Linked DNA regions of Mus musculus: regions 1 and 3 are each linked to region 2. Evidence: chromatin contacts called from public HiChIP or PLAC-seq and promoter capture Hi-C data. All regions are on one chromosome and are shown on one strand. The core of a region is the stretch at or near the end of the contact, and the rest is flanking DNA. Distances in the headings are between cores, read along the strand shown. Region 1 overlaps Ano6 (anoctamin 6). Region 2 holds the start of Scaf11 (SR-related CTD-associated factor 11). Region 3 overlaps Ano6 (anoctamin 6).

Region 1 (4,288 bases), core at 1,683-4,182, 530 kb after region 2:
CAACCTTGGCTTAAGGGACCAGTCATCTTTGAGCACCCAGTTAACACTGCCCCACTCTCTGCTATGTCAGTTGACCTGGGCCACTGCTTTGTTTCATTGAATTTTGTTTTGTTTTGTTTAAAGATTTATTTATTTTATGTACACTGTTGCTATCTTCAGACACACCTAAAGAGGGCATCGGATCCCATTAGAGATGGTTGTCAGCTACCATGTGGTTGCTGGGACTTGAACTCAGGACCTCTAGAAGAGCAGTCAGTGCTCTTAATGGTGATGAGCCATCTCTCCAGCCCCCTTGTTTTGTTTTGTTTTTGTTTGTTTGTTTTTCTCCCTAATTTATTAATTTGTATCTCATTTAATTAATTAATTTATTTCTGTCTACTGATTGGGGGATTCTCTTTTTGTTTCCCCAAGCCCTCAAGGTACCTTAAGTTACTTATTTGCAGCCTCTCCTATATTTTTTATGTATATTTTTGCAACTATAAATGCCCTGACAACTGTTTTCATTGTACTGAAGAGGTTTTGGTAGACTGTGTTTTAATTTTCACTTGAGTCTAGGAACTTTTTCGAGTTCTTTCTGGATTTCTTCAATGACCTATTCATTCATCAATCAAAAGTGTGTTGTTTGATTTTCAAGAGTCTATCTTTTTGGTTTTTTAATTTATTTTCATTATTTTTAAAACTGCGCGTGCAGGTGCTGGTGGAGGCCCGAGGTGTTGGATCCTCTGGAGCCAGACTGATGAGTAAGTGGCCTAAAACCGGGGATGGGGACTCTCCATGGATCCTCTGCTAAGCCTTTACACTGTCCCACCTCTTTTCTACGGTTATTCCAATCTTCTCAGACGTGTGGAGACTTGCTTTGTGTCTTAGAACAGGATCTACCTTGGAGAAAGTTCCAAGGATGCTTAGAGAAAGTATTTCTTTGCCCATCCCTACTTTTCTGAACCCTAAACAAAACATAATCACATCAAAATGTAATCAAGTCAATGAAACCAAACATCTCTGCCTCTTTCTAAGAACCTAGCTGCAAATTTCTTAATGAACGTTTTTGTTGTAGTCATTTTGTTTCTTGAGACAGGGTCTCTCCATGTAGCCCTGGCTGTCCTCAAAATCTCTATGTAGACCAGGTGGGCCTGAACCTCAGAGAAATCCACCCACCTCTGCCTCCCAAGTGTTGGAATTAAAGGGCGGGCCATCATGCGTGGCTTACACTTTATCTGTCACCGATTGAAGCCTGGGAAAAGCCAAGCTTTCTACAGAGCTCTTATTTTGTGCTTGTCACTTTCTGTCTGGGTGGTCACGGGCTACCTGCCCTTCTTCTCACTTTTAAAATCATGGCATGCACGCAGACTCCATGAAACAACTCTACCAGTGGAAGAGGATTCATGAAGATACCTTTACTCTCAAAAAGCAACATGAACAATTCTAACCAACTCCTAAGGAGAAAGTAGCAGCTACCTAACCCTACCCCTGGCACCAAGGGTTGGAAGCTGCCTACTTCTTGGGCAGTTCACCCTTGGAAGTGAATGGATATGAAGCGAGCAAGTGGCCAGGTTGTTAGAGTCTCAACCTTGAAGGTAAGCCCCGAGGGGTTACAAGAATGGAGGGAGAGTCTTCATTTTTGTTCACAGCCGAGAACTCTATGGGGTGCAGCTACCCAATGTTTGGAGTATTCCTGGGAGTTATCAGGGTTATTCAATATGCAGTGTGTCCCAAATGGGAGGAACTGCTATCCTGTATCTTTTGCTCCATGTCTCTGCAATATAACAAGCTGGGCTCCACTGTACTTCAGTACCCAGGCACACCATATACCAGGAGGCTCTAGGCCAGGGGCTCTCAACCTGTAGGTTACAACCCCCTGGGGGTGGGAGGGGTGACACTTTCACAGGGGTTGCACATCAGATATCCACATTACAATTCCTAACAGTAGCAAAACTACAGTTATAAAGTAGCAATTCATTAATTTTATGGTTGGGGGCTACAACATCTGGAGGAACTATATTTATTACAGGGTTTCAGCATTAGAAAGGCTGAGAACCACCGCTCTGGTCAACTAGATGCAGTTAAAATTCTGCCAGTACCCACCAACATAATAAGAGATGAGGGGGTGATGCATGGATCTTATCTTAATTATGACAGCATTCTATCTAAGAAAGTATGTATTGGATAAAGATGCCCAAACACACACACACACACACACACACACACACAAAAACCAAATTGTTGAGCGTGGTATAGTGTTACATTCTGTAACATAAAAGGGCAAGACATAAACTCTGATAGGTGGATGCATTCAGACTCTGCCATGAGTCTTAAAACTCTTCAGATGCCGTTATGTACAATGTTCTATATGGTAAATCGGCTTTCTCGCCCCATTCCACCTTCCTAACCCAGACTCTCTTGCACTGGGGTACTAGAAATGACTTAAAATGCTCATTAGCCATGGTTGTATGTCCCTGAAACAGAGACAGAAGCGAGAGCATCCGGAACATCTCCGGCCCAGGGACCAGTTTCTTGATTCCCAAGTGTGGGTGCTGCGCTTTCTGAGTCCATGGATCTTTCCCAGAAATCACTACACCTTGTTTAAAACTCTCCCTTAAATGTGATCATTAAAAAATGGTATTGTATGACCACATGTCTAAGCCAGGGAAAGTCAGGGAAGGAGAAATGAGGTTGGGATGTGTTCAGAATCTTTGTTTTAACCACAGCTTGTGCTTAGGATCCCACGAATTCCCCCAAATCTCCCAGGTTGGTGCAGCCTAAATGCGGGCTATTTCTAGGTATGTATGTGATTAGTACTATATAAGATTATAAAAGCTTTTCCGCCCTCAACGTTTACCATTTCCATCTAGAGAACGGAGAATTAGTCCGTGCCAGATACGCTGTGCGGGAGGAGCTGCCACAGGATTGGCAGAGGCTAGCAATGACTTCAGAGCCTCCTGCCGCCTCGACTCTGCAATTTCAGACTTTTCTGTAATGAGGTTCACAGCAGTAGTCCTCAGAAGGCAGAAGTAATGAGGAAACTGCTGTAAAGCACTTAGAGAGTTCATCAGATGGATATCCTTAAAGATGTACATACGATACCACAAGCAAAAAGCAGAGACGCTTTCTGCATCCTAAAGTCAGACAGGATTGGCAGACAGCCTGATGCATGACAGTTCTACAACCAGGGTGCAGTTAACGATCAGAGAGAGGAAACTTAGGGAAATTTGGGCTTTGTCCTTCCTTCATCAAAATTAATATATATTTTTTCCTTTTACTTAAAATGTCTTCTGTTAGAGCTGTAGAGATCACAAGCTGTGGCTCACACAACATTAAGAGTACTGACCTACGTGCGTAGCTCCCTGGCTACTACTGGAGGAAGGTGATGTATTTACAACAGTGGAGGGCAACACAGAGGGTCCTAATACATGGATCTGACCCAAAGCGTCACTCATGGTAGGCACGGTAGGCAAGCATCCTCCTGCTGAGCTGCACCCCCTGCCTGCTCTATGCTTCTGTGCCATATCTCTCAGTGCATGGTTTCCAGTAAAACATGCCAAGTGTCTGAAGGACAGGGCCTCTTACTGGGTAAGTGTGGTCACCTTAGATTTCGGTGTCCCTGAACAGTATCCACAGGTCAGTCTTTTCTCTCTCCCTCTCTCCTTGCCACTCAGAGGTTGGTTTGCTATTTATTTATAGTTTTTTTTTTTTTGAGACAGGGTTTTTCTGTGTAGCCCTGGCTGTCTTGGAACTTGCTCTGTAGACCAGGCTGGCCTCGAACTCAGAGAACTCAGAGATTCACCTGCCTCTGCCTCCAGAGTGCTGGATTCAAAGGCGTGTGCCAGCCACCACCACCCTGTAGAAGTTAGGCCCAGTTCTTACTCCCAGTCCCGTGATCCCAGAAATAAAGACTCAGACTCAAAAATATATCTATAAATACCTTGGCCATATAGCTAGGCTCTAACTAGATCAAAACTAAAATACCCTAATTAATTTAACCTACATTCTGCCACATGGCTGGTTGGTTAACTGTGCTCAGGTACCCTGCACCTGTCTTGTCACATCTTCCCAGGCTGATCTTCTGCCTGTGCTATCCCAGAATTCTTTCTGCCTCCCAGGTGTCCCTCCCACCTTCTATTTCCTACCTAGGCTACAAGTGGTCAGATTTATTATTGACAGGTATAACATCCATCCAGATGTGTAAGATTCTCTCTATACCACCCAGCACATGGGTACAATGTATCTCTTAAGGGTACAATGTACCATTCGGTGGCCCTTCACAGGTAAAGCCACCACCTGCCCTGCAAGG
Region 2 (4,192 bases), core at 1,275-3,774:
CCGATCACCTTTCATTTTCAAAGCTGCTGCTATGGGTTTGTTTGTTTGTTTTTGGTTTTTCAATGCTATGGGTTTCTATCACACTGTGAAAGGATGGTTGCCCGAGAAACTGCAACACAATTGAGAATTTCAATGAAGGTATTTTTATGTGCACCATTTGTAGATCTTAGCAAATCTCTTTTGGGGGGGAGGGGGAGGGAGACTGGAGAGATAGTTCAGGTCAGTTATTAGCATTTCTCTTCCAGATGAGCTAGGTTTGAGTATCAGCAACAACAACCTGGTTCATAACTCCACCTGGAAGTCCAGCCCCAGACACCTTGTCTTCCTCTTCTGGCCTCCATGGGCACTGCAAGAATGTGGTGCAGACATACATGTAAGCAAAATACCCATATACATAAAAAATAAACTAAAATGCTCTCTGTATGTACATGTTTGTTCATGGGGTACTTCTCTGTTGTGGTGTACTCGTGAAAGTGTGTGTCCCACAGTGCACAAGTGGGGTCAGAGGACAACCTTGGGTATCAATTCTTGCCTTCTACACTCTACAGGTAGGGTCTGTTGTCTCTGACAGCAGGCTAGCTTCAGAGGTCTCTCCTGTTGTCTCTCCGTGAAAGCCCTGGAATTACGGATGCCTGCTATGGTGCCCAACTTTCTGTGGGTTCTGGGGAGTCAACCTCAGGTCCTCATGCTTGTGTGGTAAGCACTTAATGAGCCACCTCCCTAGCCCTCACTTGTTTATGATTATAAATGAGTCTAAAGTATTAACAGGTATGCCATCGACATTATCCATCTGTTTTATATTTACCCTCTCTGATAAATTTAAAAAAAAAAAAAGGAAACAAAACACATTCTTATCATGCAAACACAGTAAAGAGGAGAACACCATATATAGAAATAGGCAGGGTCTCTCTCTTGGGGAACAAGAAACAGCCTATATTACAATGCACCTTCGTTTCTGTTAGGTAAGTATTGTGTGTGTGGAGGGGGAGGTGGATGGGGGCGGGAGGTGGTCAAAGGGCAGTTAGGCAGGAGGAGCCTTTTCTCGTGCTCTGTTACCCAGCACGATGGCTACAGAGTGAATTTTAAATGTTGCGAACACAAAAGGTAGAGCAATAAATTTGAAGTAGGAGATGTGGAGTTTGAGGATCGGTCTGCACAGTGAGACTCTGCATTAAAAACAAAATAAAATACATACAAAAGAATATCACATCTTCACCGGGAATTGCTCTTACTGATAAAATTCTCTAGGGTGAATTCTGGACCCCGAGTGTACACAGGAAAGCTAAACTTTATCTCTGCAGGATGGTTAACAGTGCCTTTGACTTGATTCTGTCACACAACAGTTTCAACAGGTTTTTAGGTTTTCTTAATCACCAGCTTCATTCGTCGTCATTACAAGAGAAAGGTCCCTCAGAAAGTCTTGTTTCATCAGAACAAAGTATTTTAACACCTCTAAATCACTGCGAAATACTTGCACACAGGAACACCACATTTCCAAACCTATGAAGATAGCTCACTGACACTGGGAGAGACAAGGCTGCCATTCATTGCATTCCTAAGCGGTTATTTACCCAGTCCCTTGCTGGTGCTCGGCTCTGTGAAGAGCTTAACGAGACATCATCCCAAACTTCGGTGTGACGTGACGGGCACTGAACAGCCAAGTAGCACAGGATGAAGATGCCAGGGAAGCGACAGGATCAGAGAGGAGGGCAGGGGACGCTGCTGGGCTGGAGGTAGGGAGGGAACAGCCTGGGTTGGGGTGGCCAGGCGACAGCGTGGATTGCAAGAGGACAACTAGGAAAAGCTAGAGCGTGGAGCAGGGGGTGAAAAAGCCAGCGCCTGACGAAAAGCCTGTAAAGACACCTCCGAGGTGAAACAAAAGATCCGAGGGCGCTGCAGGGCAGGAGGACATCGCAGAGTGACTGAAAGTGGAAGCACTTAAAGCCAGCCAGGCTCGGCTAGCCTCGGGGACGCGGGCTTAGGGCGTGGGAGTGTGTCCCGGGCTGGCAGGCCGCCGCGCACGTGCAGCGGGCGGAGTACTTCATCCGTGCCAACTACGCACGAGTTCTTCTCGGGACTGCAGTCTCTCCAAAACATCTTTATTGTCGCCCACGGAGCCTGCCAGGAAAGGCCACGACCAGAGAGAGCGCGGCCAGGGCGCAGGGGCGGGGGTGGGGATGAGGGGGAAAGGGGTGGAGCGAGGACTGAGCACGGCGCGTGCGCGTAGCGCTCCGAGCGGCAAGAGGGCGGGGCAAGAAGAATGTTTCCCAGAAGCCCCGGCCACTCGCAGACGCCGGAGCTCCCGCTCTCCAGCCGGGCGGCGTGCCCCGCCCACCACGTCCGTCCGTCCGTCGCGGCTCGCGGGCGCCCCCTGGAGGTCCGGGGGAGTACGGCAGCGCCCGCGAGCAGGTAGCGTGCGGCGGGTCCAGCCGCCCGCCCGCCCGCCCGCCCGCGTCGTCACCACAGTGCGCCGACCTGTGGCGGCGCGGCTGAGCCCCGCGGAAGGAGGGAGGGAGAAAGGGAGGGAGCCGCCAGACACGGCGGGGGAGGGGAGCGGCGGTGGCGCAAGCGGCGCGGAGCTAGCGCCGCCTGCCCGGGTCTCCTGCTGCGTGGCTGCCTGCGTGCTCCCGACCCGGCCGTCCGAGCCAGCCCGCGGGCCGCGCGCGCTTCCGAGCGGCCGGAGGAGTCCATGGTGCAGAACTTAGCGGCGGACTGACGGAGACCGGGCCTCCTGCGCCGGCGCGGCCGCGGGACCTCGGCCTCAGGTAAACACGGCGGGCCGGAGAGAGCGGACGAGGCGCCCCGGGGCGCAGCGCAGCGCGGCGCGGCGGGGGCGCGGGCCGGGCGGGCGGGCAAAGTTTGGGGCTCGCGCGCGGCTCGGGCGGTGTCTTTCGCTGCGAGCAAAGTTGGGAGCCGCGGCCCCGGGCGGCGCGGGGCGGAGGTCCAGTTTGGGCGCGCGCGGGGCCTAGGAGCAGAGCGGGGCGGCGCGGGCTGCGGGGCCTCGGCCGAGGCAGGAAGGGGCTCCAGGCCCGGCCCGCAGCTCCCCCACCCGCAGTGGGAACGTGTCGGCCGTGCTTCCGGGCGCTCCCAGGCTGGCCCGCTTTCCCGTGGAGTTCGCGTTCGTCCCCGAGCCTCCGGGTCCCGCTTGTGAAACCAAACTTCACTAGGCTGTGACCTCCCCGGCGCCTGAACGAGGAAGCGCTGGCCGGCGCCTGGCCTCGGCCTCTCCCTCCCTCCCTCGGCGGCCGCCTCCCCACCCCCGCCGTCGTTTTTAAAACCCGCTGCCCGGGCTGCCCGCGGTCCAACCGGCCGGGAGATCGAAACTCAGCCCCGCTCAACCCCGCCTTAGAGCCGGGGACTGAGTACCGATTAGAAGATTGGCCAATGCACGCTCGTCTTCCGCACGGATCTCGAAGAATTTAATTTAAAAGACACCTGGTTGCAATTGAGGGCAACAGTCCCAGATTGAAATGGTGACCTACACTCCCCATGCGTTGATCTGTACAGTATCGTATTCCGGTAGTCCGGCTAATCATCTGCGTGTGTGAGGTAGTAAACAATACAGAATGCAAGTTTTACATGCTGATCGTACTACGTAAAACCGCGGCTGCTTCTCATTCATTTTGGATTACATTTTGGCTACCATCCTTATATACTAGCAGCGAACTAACGAAAACTGACGAGAAAGTTTTTTAGTATGCCTTGACTAAGATATGGTAGTATTCAAATTTCCCCCAGTTTGGGCAGTTTTCTCTGAATTTTGGGGAAAGTATATCAATAAGTACGTTTTTTTTCATTTTTCAAGGAAAAGATAACTCATGTATGATTTATTTGCCGCAGCCCCACAACAGTGAAGGCAATAGATTCTTAGCCCTTTCATTTAACCGGTATTTTTAATAAAATTTTATTGGGTAATTCTGTCTCTCCACACCATGTTTCCACCCCCACCTCCCCCTCTGCTTTGGCACTTGGCTTAACCATTTTATTATTATTTAAAACAGAAGGAAAAAGTAGTTTTCTTGTTGTTATTGTTGGTTTATTTTTTATTTTTTGCCCAAATAGACAAAAAAGAAAAATTGAAAATATCTTTAGATATGAATTAATTTGCGTTTTGTTTATGCAGTCATTTTTTTCTTCTTCTTCTTCTTCATTGTTTATCAAGACAGGGTTTCTCTGTGTAGCCCTATCCATC
Region 3 (4,760 bases), core at 2,052-4,551, 610 kb after region 2:
CCTTTGCGCCTCTGCCTCTCTGCCCCTCTGTCCCTCTGCCCCTCTGCCCCTCTCTGCCTCTGCCCCTCTCTGCCTCTGCGCCTCTGCCTCTCTGCCTCTGCCTCTCTGCACCTCTGCCCCTCTGCGCCTCTGCCCCTCTGCGCCTCTGCCCCTCTGCCTCTGCCTCTCTGCCTCTGCACCTCTGCCTCTGCCTCTCTGCCTCTGCCTCTCTGCGCCTCTGCCCCTCTGCGCCTCTGCCCCTCTGCCCCTCTGCGCCTCTGCCTCTCTGCCCCTCTGCCCCTCTCTACCTCTGCGCCTCTGCCTCTGCCTCTCTGCCTCTGCCTCTCTGCCCCTCTCTGCCTCTGCCTCTCTGCCTCTGCCTCTCTGCCTCTGCCTCTGCCTCTGCCTCTCTGCCCCTCTCTGCCTCTGCCTCTCTGCCTCTGCCTTTCTGCCTCTGCCTCTCTGCCTCTGCCTCTCTGCCTCTGCCTCTGCCTCTGCCTCTCTGCCTCTGCCTCTGCCTCTGCCTCTCTGCCTCTGCCTCTGCCTCTCTGCCCCTCTCTGCCTCTCTGCCTCTGCCTCTGCCTCTGCCTCTGCCTCTGCCTCTCTGCCCCTCTCTGCCTCTCTGCCTCTGCCTCTGCCTCTGCCTCTGCCTCTCTGCCCCTCTCTGCCTCTCTGCCTCTGCCTCTGCCTCTGCCTCTGCCTCTGCCTCTGCCTCTGCCTCTCTGCCTCTGCCTCTCTGCCCCTCTCTGCCTCTCTGCCTTTGCCTCTGCCTCTGCCTCTGCCTCTCTGCCTCTCTGCCTCTCTGCCTCTGCCTCTCTGCCTCTGCCTCTCTGCCTCTGCCTCTGCCTCTGCCTCTGCCTCTGCCTCTGCCTCTGCCTCTGCCTCTCTGCCTCTGCCTCTGCCTCTGCCTCTGCCTCCCGAGTCCTAGAACTAGACTCATGTGTCTCCATGTGACTCTGCATTAAGTTTTAAAATCAGCTCCTGTGACTCCTCCAACTGTCTTGGGCACTTTGGGGAACACTGAAGTACACATAATCGACGTTTACAGTGCTACAAACTTTTCTCATTTAATACACATCTTTAAATTAAAATAATCTACTATATAACTGAAAAGTAATGTTATTTAATTGTGCTGGTTTCGAGTTGTTTTTAAGTCAAGGCTGTGAAAGCGGAGGCTCCAGAAAAGACAAATGGTCTTCATTACAGAAACACCTCCTAATCACATCTTGGAAGGCTCACAGTTGCTTTATATCTGAGGGGTTCGGTCCCCTGGGGCCACCAGGGTTCTCAGTGCACACCATCCAGACCTTGCTGCTGGCTGCAGCTCAGGTGGGATTGGGTCTAGTGACATAAATGCCCTGAGATGGGGAAAAAAAAAAAAAAAAAAAAGGCACCACTCACTCTGCTACTGCCCATGAACCCAAACTACACCGCCATGCTACATCTACCAGAGTAGGCCTGACATCAAAATCAGTTATTACAGCCTGAAAAAAATGAGAGGGGACAGCAAACAAAGAAACCAGGTTCACATCCCCCTATTTTACACCTTCTAGAACAAAACATTTCATCTTCAGAATCCATAAACGGAAGAACGGATGCACGTACTCACTGTAGACTAAGACAACCTCGGCCGGTCCTAGCGCAACACCCTTAAACAAGCACTTCACTAAGTGGGCTCAAATCCGTCGGGCAGAGCAATCAAAAGCATGACCAGACAGTTCCTTCTAGCAGTTTCTGAGTTTTTATGGTGAGGAACTACGATTCTGTAAGAACTAAGAATGTTTCCCCTCACAGGACAACAGAGCGCAAACCCATCACAGCAGACGGCCATAGACATGCAGAGAGGGAAGCCAGACAGCTCCTAAGAACAGACACCAACCGGAAGAGGGAAGGGGCTCCAGATTCTCTCACCATCTCACAGGCTGAGTGCCCGCTCCATCAACAAACCTACCAATCACCTACAAGCAACTCTATCCTAAATTTGAGTTAAATGAAAAAAAAAATCAGAAATGATACTATATTTTTCATAGTTAAATTAGCAGGAAAAAAAAGTTACCAAAACGTGCATCGTCAGAGGACACATATATACTGGCTGTGTTTAGTTTGGTGAGCAACCTGATAGATCACAGAAATCTTCAATATTAGTTATACTTCTTGATTTTGTAATTATTAAGTGTCTTAGTCAGGGTTTCTATTCCTGCACAAACATCATGACCAAGAAGCAAGTTGGGGAGGAAAGGGTTTATTCAGCTTACATTTCCACACTGCTGTTCATCATCAAAGGAACTCAGGACTGGAACTCAGGCAGGTCAGGAAGCAGGAGCTGATGCAGAGGCCATGGAGGGATGTTACTCACTGGCTTGCTTCCCCTGGCTTGCTCAGCCTGCTTATAGAACCCAAGACTATTAGTCCAGGGATGGCACCACCCAAAATGGGCCTTTCCACCCTTGATCACTAAATGAGAAAATGCCTTACAGCTGGATCTCATGGAGGCATTTCCTCAATGGAGGCTCCTTTCTCTGTGATAACTCCAGCTTGTGTCAAGTTGACACACAAAACCAGCCAGTACATAAAGAAAGCAGTATTTAGGTGCTTGAATCTTTTAGAATACAGCTGTATGATAACAAAATTGGGTGGTTTTAAATAACTTAGAGAATAGCCACCCAGAAAAAATTTAATGTATTTCAGTGGGGGTTGGGAGGGGAGCTATATTATGAAACTGGGTTGTTTCCCCAAAACTGAAAACAGAAGTTCAAATAGATATCTCCATACCGCGTGTAGCAATGCAGCATTTACAAAACAGTGAATAGTTGAGCTACCCAACTCTACCAACAGATGGACACACAGATAAAACGTGGCCAAGACAGAATATGCTAGCATAAGGGGAAGGAAACCCATGGGAGAATCTTGGGGACATTCCGCTAAGTAAAATAAGCCGCCATAAAATCATAAATAGATGGCTCCATTTATATGGAGTACCACAGAGATCAACTCCACAGAGACATGACATGGTGGTTGTCATGTGGGTGGGGGGGGGGGTTCATGGGGAGCGAGGTTTGATGGGTGTGAGATGAAAATAGTCTCCAAGATGAAAGAAGATGGACTTGGGTGATTGCTGACAGTGTGAATGTATTTTATGCCTCTGAGCTATATAATTACAAACAGTGAGATGGTACATTTTAGATTATATATATTTTACCACAATGAAGGGAGGAAAGAAGGCTTAAAAACATCTGTAACCTGTTGTCAGTTGGACTGTCCCAGGCAGCAGGAAATGTCTAGAAACAGGGTAGCTCAGCCCCATGCCCCACCCTCCCCAATCAGAACCCTCTGCAGGCTGGAGACCTGCACCGTGGTGGGTGGGAATGGGCGGAGACCTCACAGGGTGTCAGGATTCTAAAGTTCCCCTCTGCCAGGGGCCATCTGCCAAGAAAGTGCTATTTTCAAAGATGAAACAAAGCCTCTCTGAATTATATGACCTAAGACTTTATGAGACTAAAAAGTTAGCACATTCAGATGCAACTTCATCTTAGCACGCCTACCCTCCCTTATGCCTGTCACAGAGAGCCTTACAGATGCGCGCCTGAATCTACCATTCTTCTCTTCATCCACTTCCTCAATGAGCCTCGTCACGTGACAATGCTGCCTCATCACGTGACGGTGCTGCACGCACAAATCAGCTGCTTCTCCTCTCCCAGGGTCCTAGATAAAGCAGCCACGCCTCAGTCCTAGCACTCAAACCAGGGGCTCGGGGTTCCAATCTCTACACCATTCTGTCGCCTTCCCTCTGAACTCTCTCCTGTCGTCTAAGTCCTAAGTCTACACTGAATCCAAGTCCTCTGAGGGCACCGTGTTCTCCTTGTTTATAGCCAGACAGGAGTAAGGTAGAGCTGGGCTGTTAGGCCCTCCGTGATTTCTTGTGGATGGCTCCACGGAAGATTGCACACTCTTTGTTGGGCTGGTTGTTAGAGACAGACAGATCTGCACTCAGGCCTCGGACCTACTACTTCCTAACTGAACTGGGCAGCAAACTCAACCTCTCTAAGCATCGTCGTTACCATTTAAAATGGAATTGTCCTTCCCCTAAGGCTTGGTTTGAATAAGCCATAGTGTGTTCAATATTTAGCTTGGTACCTATACATGGGAAATACACAGCAAGTATTCATACTGCTAATGAGAAGAAATATACCATAGGGATAAGCTGAGTGAGATGCTACCAGCAGCTTATTAAATGCCCTGTTACAGCAAAATTTAAGAAAGTATGGGGCTGAGTGTGGAGTTCAGTGGCAGAGCACAGCGGGGTGCTGTTTCAAGCCTGTACTGCAGAAAATAAGAAAGCATCTATATTCGTGTAAATGCCCCCACTAAAATGAACTGAACGCAAATGAGAGACCTCCATCTAAATCCCATTTGCATGCACTCACCAACCAAATGCGTTTCTCAGTTTTGGATATAAGGAAACATTTTAAGCCACTAGTTAATAAATAACAGACTCAGACAGACAACAAAAGGTTCTTTCTAAAAGGGTTCATTTTTTTTTCTTTTACTCAAGTTAATATTTCAGAGAAAATAAAACTGAACAACTCAGACAGCCACCACACACAAGTTGCTATCACTCAAAACTTAGGATGCTGGTCATAAAACTACAGCCCAGCTTCTTGGGCCCCCACCAATAGCCTAAAGGCAACTTCTCAGATGTAGGGCACAGAGCTCTCCTGCCAGTCTTTCAGGAAAGGAAGAGGCGGAGGTGGTAACAGTTAGCCTGGGAGCTAACTAAGCAC

The links. Promoter capture Hi-C pulls out the DNA fragments that hold promoters and counts their contacts. HiChIP or PLAC-seq counts read pairs in DNA pulled down with a chosen protein or histone mark.
Region 1: a contact with region 2 is called in a promoter capture Hi-C map of hippocampal neurons, with 2.5 times the contacts expected there. The contact joins the enhancer-like site here to the promoter of Scaf11 in region 2. A contact is called at or near these places in 2 of 39 promoter capture datasets (the C10 cell line and hippocampal neurons) and 4 of 115 datasets of contacts at active chromatin or transcription factors (embryonic limb bud, embryonic stem cells, large pre-B cells and 1 more).
Region 3: a contact with region 2 is called in an H3K4me3 HiChIP or PLAC-seq map of bone marrow-derived macrophages, with 6 times the contacts expected there. The contact joins the enhancer-like site here to the promoter of Scaf11 in region 2. A contact is called at or near these places in 2 of 39 promoter capture datasets (hippocampal neurons and pre-B cells) and 2 of 115 datasets of contacts at active chromatin or transcription factors (bone marrow-derived macrophages and memory CD8 T cells).

Annotation. Positions count from the first base shown.
Region 1 is chr15:95,933,980-95,938,267 of GRCm38.p6, reverse strand. All of the region lies in intron 10 of Ano6 (anoctamin 6), which reads right to left. Among named protein-coding and RNA genes, the nearest start is that of Gm41389, 24 kb to the right of the region's middle. Within about 2 kb of position 2,932, at least 7 of the 459 cell types and tissues checked have an H3K27ac peak or open chromatin away from gene starts, as enhancers often do. A contact at or near this core is called in hippocampal neurons, where this site is marked.
Region 2 is chr15:96,459,175-96,463,366 of GRCm38.p6, reverse strand. Scaf11 (SR-related CTD-associated factor 11) reads left to right here and starts at 2,524. Exons shown (of 15, transcript NM_028148.2): 1 at 2,524-2,765. It overlaps Gm41408, which reads right to left. Exons shown (of 2, transcript XM_030248866.1): 2 at 121-3,323. The coding sequence ends at 2,458.
Region 3 is chr15:95,848,767-95,853,526 of GRCm38.p6, reverse strand. The region is part of intron 1 of Ano6 (anoctamin 6); the gene reads right to left. Among named protein-coding and RNA genes, the nearest start is that of Gm17546, 21 kb to the right of the region's middle. Within about 2 kb of position 3,301, at least 63 of the 459 cell types and tissues checked have an H3K27ac peak or open chromatin away from gene starts, as enhancers often do. A contact at or near this core is called in bone marrow-derived macrophages and memory CD8 T cells, where this site is marked.